Linked DNA regions of Pan troglodytes: region 1 is linked to region 2. The links are chromatin contacts, called in public HiChIP or PLAC-seq maps. All regions are on one chromosome and are shown on one strand. Each heading gives the region's core, a stretch centred on a gene start, on an enhancer-like site or on the middle of the called end of the contact. The rest is flanking DNA. Distances are from core to core; before and after follow the strand shown.

Region 1 (3,609 bases), core at 347-2,846, 75 kb before region 2:
CATCCGGCCAGAAGGCAGAAGGCTGAGAAGCCCCGCCCGTAAGCAGAGGCAATCTGGAGCTATGCAGCTCAGTGGGTGAGAGGGAGCTGGGATTCAGACTTCAGACCTAATGAATGCCCCGAAGCAGACGCCAGCAACGTGAAGCCTAGCTGGCAGCCTCCCAGGTCTGGCGTGCAGCCAGCGCCAGACTTTAAATCGCAATACTAGAAACCAGGGCCTGTTAACCAACCGGGAGGGAGGCACACGGTGTGGCTTCTGCCGTGATCCTTGTTGCAAAGGCCTGTGAGGCCCAGTATGAAGAAATAGTTTCAGTACAGGGAGTGTAGAAATAGCTGCAGAAGGCCTGAGGCCTGCAGCCCTAGAGTTAATAGCTACTTGGTGGAACCCTCGAATTCTTTCCACCTTGTTAATCCAACCCTGCACTGCATTCGCTGGAGGAAATATCACAGGCTGCATCCCCAAAGTATCACGTCTAGTTTTGACACCACTCCAAAGGGCAAAAATCCGAGAGGACCTCTAGGCAGGCAGTCAGCCCAGAGTCACCAAGCTGGAGCCGGGTCTCTCCTTACAAATCACTGCTATTTCTAGACAGCCTTGTAAGGTTTCTAGCCTGGCAGGGGGAAGGGAGTTCCTGCGGACACCTGCTAGCTTCACTGAACGGCCCCGGGATCCAATGCTACCTTTGATGTAGGGGCGGAGGTGGGAGAGCATGGGATGAGGGAAGGGTGCGTCTAGAGGCGAGAGACATGCAAAAACGAGTTCTACACCTCACCTCTGCCGCCTACTCACTGGGAACTTAGAGATCCCTGACTGTCTCCTAGCTTTCGGTCTCCCCATTTGTTAAAAGGAGGAGTTGGTACCGGCGGATCCTACTCAACTGACCGTCTGAGGTGCGGAAGGGCTGGGATGCTGCCTGCTTCATCTTTGCATGCGCCATGCCTAGCACAGCGCGAGATACACCAGTAGCTTCTTAATAAATGCGCAAAGAGCTCCCTATAATCTGCAGGCAGCAGCTGCCCTCACGGAGCCCACCTCTCGAGCGTCCCAAGAGAAAAATGCAAGCCACGTGGTACTCAGCCGCTTTCCGGCTTTCAAGAACCCGCCCCGGACAAGCTGAGGCTTTTTTGGCTCTACGGGCTCCGAGAACTCGACCTCGAGTTTTGCACCGCCCGCCGATTTCGAGCCCAGAGGTATCCCCCACCCTTAAGGCCTATCAGATCCTTGTTCCGCATCCACCCGGGCTTTCGACCCCTGCTTGGGTGCGGCCAACTCCTCGGTTCCCCAGCGTGGCCAGAAGCCATGGTTCCCGCTTAGAGCAAAAGCAGAGCGCGGCGAGCTCCGAACACATGCGTTGTGTGGGCCGCCGCCCAGACGTCTCCGGGCTGTGCTTCTGGAAAGCGGCTCCTACACCTCCCGGGAGCAGGAACCCCTTCGCGAGCAGCGGAGGCCAGCAGAACCAGAGGCAGTTGGCTCTACCTGCCCATCCCTCTGGCGCCGTGCGCGCAGGGCCCTACCGTACCGGGAATGCACGTCGGGCGGTCGTCGGGGACGTGTGGCAATGAGATCCGGAATCGGCGGCAGCGGCTGCAGCACTCTGAGCTGGGCGAGGGAGGGGCCTTAAGTGGAACAGCTATGCTGACGTCAGCTGGGGTGGGCCGGCGGACGTGCGGGAACCCACGTGTGAGTCGGGCTGGGGGTGGATGCCGAGCCAGGCGGGGCACTGGAGAGGCCCGGGTGGCGCGCGCAGCCAGACAACCGACCGGCAGACTGCTCCACGTGCGCTGGGAATCTAAGTAAGGTGCTGCCCTCCAACCACAGAAGCCGGGGTCGGAGCCATGAGCCTGAGTCAGGACGACCTTCAGTTTCCTCATCCATGAAACCTGGGGACGTTACTCTCAGGAAGGCTTGGATCTGTTTCTTCTTCATCCCTGTTTCTCAGTGTCCAGAACAGCTTCTGGCACGTAATAGGCACTCCGCAAATATTTGTTGAACGAAAGGAAGAAAATGCCTAGCAGTCAGTCAGTCTGTTCTTACCTAAGTCGAGTGACCTCCAAAACTCGACGCTGCTTTTCCCTCTGCTGCTAAGCCTACCAGCTCCCACTCACAGTGAAGCCTTGGCCTCTCAGGCCTTGCAGGGTGACTCAGTTCAAATTTACATTTTATTCTGCACTTCCTACTGCCCACCCCACTGGCATCTCATCTCGAGTCTCAGCCATACCCAAGAACTGTCAGTGGCTCGTTTTTTTGGTTTTGGTTTTTTGTTTGTTTATTTGTTTTTTGGTATTTTTCGAGACAGGGTCTCACTCTGTCACCCAGGCTGGAGGGCAGTGGCGTGATCATGGCTTCCTGCAGCCTCGACCTTCTGGCTCAAGCGATCTTCCCACCTCGGCTCCCCGAAGTGACTGGGACTACAAGCGCGCCCACTTGCCCTGCGATTTTTTTTTAATTATTAATTTTTTTTTTTTTGAAACGGAGTCGCTCTGTCGCCCAGGCTGGAGTGCAGTGGGCTGATCTCGGCTCACTGCAACCTCTGCCTCCCGGGTTCAAGCGAATCTCCTGCCTCAGCCTCCTGAGAAGCTGGGATTACAGCCAAGCGCCACCACGCCCGGCTAATTTTTGTAATTTTTAGTAGAGACGGGGTTTCACCATGTTGGTCAGGCTGATCTCAAACTCCTGGCCTCAAGTGATCTGGCCGCCTCGGCCCCCCAAAGAGCTGGGATTACAGGCGTGAGCCACCGTGCCCAGCTCAATTTTTTTTCTTATCATACTTAACCTCTGGGCCTGTATTCTTGCTGATTCCATTGCCTAGCCCGCCCTCCTCCATCTCTTCTTTAATTTGTACCAATACTTCCCCACTGTGGGGTATATTATGAAATATATTTGGTAAGCCCTTGAGTATGCCAAAATTTCCTGAATTTTCTGATAGGAGTGTCTTTTGTTATTTATAAAGAGCCTTTTTCCCTGACTTAATGTTAATGAATGAGGAGTCTTAGCCTCAGGAAGGAGCCAGTCATGGGAAAGACCAAATGATTAGGGAATTAGAGGGCTGGAACTTTCAGCCCAAAGGGATGGATGGGTTTACTTACTCCCTGAACCTACAGCAGCAGCCCAGTGCAGCTTTGAGATAGATCCATAACTGAGTTTCTTGGTTTTGACAGAAAACTCTAACCTCAGCTCCAAAATAGCACAAGGGGCCAGGTGCAGTGACTCATGCCTGTAATCCCAGCACCAATGTGGTTGAGGTGGGAGGACTGCTTGAGGCCAGGAGTTCGAGACTAGCCTGGGCAGCATAGTGAGACCCTGTCTCAAACAAAAAAAAAAAAAAAAAAAATAGCAGGGCATGCTTGCATGCTCTAACAGTTTTCCCATCACTCTAGATTCTAAGATCACTCTAGGTTCTGAAATGGGGCTCTCACCTCAAACACACAGCTGGAAAGTTTAGGGGTGGGCCACTGATTCTTCAGGGCAGGGCAGATTGCCACAGTGTTTTCCGGTTCCTCAGTCTTTGCAACAGTGTTCTCAGTCAGGGCTGGGCCTCTGCCTGCCTACCAAATGTGACCACTGCTGCTGGGAAGAGGTGTGCAGAAGGCAGAGAGCTGAAGTTGGCTG
Region 2 (3,710 bases), core at 804-3,303:
TCAACATGGTGAAACCCTGTCTCTACCAAAAATACAAAAATTAGCCAGGCATGGTGGCGTGCGCCTGTGGTCGCAGCCGCTGGGGAGGCTGAGGCAGGAGAAGCCCTTGAACCCGGTAGATGGAGGTTGCAGTGAGCAGAGATCGCGCCATTGCACTCCAGCCTGGGCAACAAGAGCAAAACTCCGTCTCAAAAAAAAAAAAAATGTCGGCTGAGTGAGGATAGCAGACCATCTCTTTTTTCTCCTTTCTGAATGAGGGACTTAAGCCTGCTAACAGGTACAAAGTTCTCTCCAGAGTCTAGTCCTTCTGTAAACCCAAGGCCTGCTACTAGAGGTTACCTTCCCTGCGGTTGTGACTTCTCCATCTCAACTGCTCTGGTTTTGTCTTTTAAAAAATCTTAAGGTTGGCAACTTTGGCTTAATTACCTAAGTCCAGTTCAGTGGTTTTCAAACTGTGTTCCAAGGAGTGGCCTCTAGGATAGAAGTTAAGTGGGGTGGTGGGGCCTGGCCCTCTTAAATTTAGTTCCACCAGAGCATGCTGCTTTATATATTGGGTTCCAGATAAAAATTCATGGGGAGAAATTGTTCCACTCCTTTAAAATGTTTGAAAATCACAAGTCTGGATATTGGTTTGTATGGAGTCAATACTCACTGCAAAGCATATTTCATTCAAACCACTCAGTTTTTTTTTTTTTTTTTTTTTTTAAGACTGGGTCTTCAAATGGACAAAGGGTGTATTTTTCATATCCTCTTTCCCCATCCCCATTTTACTGATGCTAAAATTGGAGTTTAGGAGTCATTTGGGGCCAGGCACTGTAGCATAATTCTGGCGCTTTGGGAGGTCTAGGCAGGAGAATCGCTTGAGCCCAGGAATTCGAGGTTACAGTGAGCTATTATCACGCCACTGCATTCCAGCCAGGACGACAGAACAAGACTCTGCCTCTTAAAAAAAAATAAGAAAAGTCACCTCCTTATTTAATTTGGCCTTTGAGAACACTGGGGGATTTACAAAATAATTACATATATCCAGGTACTCATGGTCTATTTTTCATCATTACACGACAATCAAATGACCAAAAACTAGGAGTGTGTGGACTGGCACGTGTTAAGGTTTTTAAGAGAGGTAAGATTGACAGGTGGAAGCAAAAGGTGTGCAGACAACAAGGTGACAGCTTTTCTCTTACAGAATCCCAGACTCAACAGCACATTTCCTGACGGGAAGGGCTTCTCTGTCTGGGAGAGGCCTCCACTTCATTCTCATAAGCCAAATCTGATCCTGGCTTTGGGTAAACCTGCTCTCAATTTAAGAGCAGGTTTCCTTTAGACAAGTAGATTAGGGGTCGCCTCTTCCTCGCCTCAGGATAAGGGCAAACAAGACGCTAGGCTTGGGCGTTGGGAGGACGGCGACAGCGACGCTGGGAACAGGGGTAGAATCCACGCCGTCCAGCGGCCCCCAGGCCTGTCAGCTCCTCACCCGCCCACCCACCCGCCTGCATTCTTCGGTCTAAACTTACCAGGTGGAAGCTACAACTCTAGACAGGAAGTAACTAACTGGGTTGGATCCGGTCGAGTTCCGCTGCGCTTCTTAGAGCCGCTGCTGGGAAGAGGCCGAAACCCAGTGGCCGCAGCAGTAGCCACCGCCTCTGTTACTAGGGGGTCTCGCCTCCATCGCTGGCTGCGAGGAGTCTGAGGGCACGTGACCGGAAGTAGCAAGGCGGGCCCTGGGCACGTGACTCAAGAGCGCGGCCGCCATGACACCTTCCGCTAGTTCCCTCCCTCCCCCACGGGTTCCCGCCTGTTTCGTTTCCTCTCTCCGGTCTCGAGCGGCGAAGGGTCCTGGGATCCTGGCTGGCCCAACCATTTGGCCTAGAGCTCCTCCGGTTCCAGTCGGCGCCGTGTCTCCAGCTCGCAACGGCCCTCCGGCCGCAGGCCGTAGAGAGCGTAATCGCGACCGCGGCCTGAGGGGGGAGGGACCACGCGCAAGGAGGGGCGTGATTCGTCACGTGATGAGGAAGTGCCGTTAGTAGCGTTGTTTCCAGTCTGCGGCTCTCCTGGATGACGTCAGCAAGGAAGGGGAGGAACGCGAGGGGAGACTGAAGTTCACGTTCCGCTCTTGGTGCGCGGTGAGTTCCCCGGCGCTAAGCCGGGAGACAAGATCCGATCTACTGAGAGCTGCGAGGTACTGGCCTGGATGTGGTGGAGCTGGGCTGGGACCTCCGGGCTGCTGGTCTGTGAGCCTGGCTTTGAAAATTGGTTACTGGGTCTCCTCTCAAGAAATCTCAAGATATTAAAGTTACTGCTGTTAAAAAGGTAGTAGTTCCACTAGGCAAGGAGCTTTTTGTGGGCAGGGATTGTGTTTTGTTCATCCCTGTGTCTCTAGCGGTGTGTTCAGGTCCTGGAACATAGTAGGCACTCAGAATGTTGAATGAATGAATGTATGAATGAGTCAGTCGCCATTTGTCTGAGGCAGAGAGTTGTTTTCTGATCATTTCTTCTTGGATAGAAAGATCCCATTGTGAAAATGAGGCAGTCTGCAACTTCCCCTTCTCATTTCTTCAATTTTTGCTATCTTTCTTACTTCTTTCTCCTCTTCTTCCACGCACCTACTGGGGCAAAAGAGAAACATATTTGCATTTGATGTGTGAGCAACAAACACTGAACTATTTTACGATAATGGAAAGATGAGATTTGGATTCAGGAGACGCCTATTCTAATCTCAGCTCTACCATTTATGAACTCTGTGATCCTTGGGCAAGCCAGTCTCCCAAAAGTTGTTTCATTTACTTTGGTTAAGCATTTGTCGCCAACGTCTATGTTCTTAGTTTTTGGTAGAGTGACTTCACAGAAGTAGCATTTAAACTCAGCTTTGCAGAAAGGTAGGGTTTTGGTAAATGGGGGAAGATTCCATAAACATCATATATTAAACCATGGAGGCACAGCAAGTTTATGGAATGAAAAAGAAAAAAAGAGTCGAGGCCAATGTAGTTGGAGAATAGAGAGGTTAAGATGGGAAATGAGGCTGGAAAAAGAAGTAGGGAGGAGATAACAGATTTTCAAGAAATAGAGCTGTTGAAGGCTTGTACAATATTATGTATATATTTTTAAAATTTTATTGTGGAAAATTTCAAACGCAGACAAAAGTAGGATAATAAATTGAACCCTCATGTACACTTAACGCAACTTGAACAATTATCAGCATTCTGCTGTTCCTGTTTATACTGTTTGTACATTTCTAGGTACTTTTTATATCCATTGTTGCATTTGATTAATAGCAGCTTTCAATTTGAGCTCAGTTCTACTGTATGTAGCTACTGGCTAAGAAGATTTTATTTATGTAAACAATTTCTGTGGGTTTTAGTTGACCACTTGCTCTGTTGAATCAACGTGTAACATGGCCACTTAAACACAACTAATACTGTTTTTAGGTTGTAATATAGAAACTTAGTGTCTAGATCCAGGAAGTTAGTGTTTCTACTCTATTCTGGGCTCATCTAACTACTTAAGGAGTATTATGCTCAGTTCTAGGCACCTCATTTTTAGGCAAACTACAGTGCCTCTGTAGAAGGTTGACTGGAACAGAGGGTTGGAAAATGTCATGTCAGGAGTGATGAAGAAACTGGGAATGTTAAATTTTTAGAAGACCTGATAATGCTTTTCAAATACAGAAGGATTGTTTTGGAAAGAGACAGCTTGTTCCCTTCAGCTGTAGA

The links. HiChIP or PLAC-seq counts read pairs in DNA pulled down with a chosen protein or histone mark.
Region 1: a contact with region 2 is called in an H3K4me3 HiChIP or PLAC-seq map of stem cell-derived excitatory neurons, with 2.4 times the contacts expected there. The contact joins the promoter of LDHA here to the promoter of GTF2H1 in region 2. A contact is called at or near these places in 1 of 7 Hi-C or Micro-C datasets (stem cell-derived neural progenitor cells) and 1 of 1 datasets of contacts at active chromatin or transcription factors (stem cell-derived excitatory neurons).

What each region holds. Positions count from the first base shown.
Region 1 is chr9:22,439,534-22,443,142 of NHGRI_mPanTro3-v2.0_pri, reverse strand. LDHA (lactate dehydrogenase A) reads right to left here and starts at 1,596. Exons shown (of 8, transcript NM_001034096.1): 1 at 1,520-1,596.
Region 2 is chr9:22,364,966-22,368,675 of NHGRI_mPanTro3-v2.0_pri, reverse strand. GTF2H1 (general transcription factor IIH subunit 1) reads right to left here and starts at 2,053. Exons shown (of 16, transcript XM_001173120.7): 1 at 1,515-2,053. HPS5 (HPS5 biogenesis of lysosomal organelles complex 2 subunit 2) reads left to right here and starts at 1,724. Exons shown (of 23, transcript XM_009460040.5): 1 at 1,724-2,123.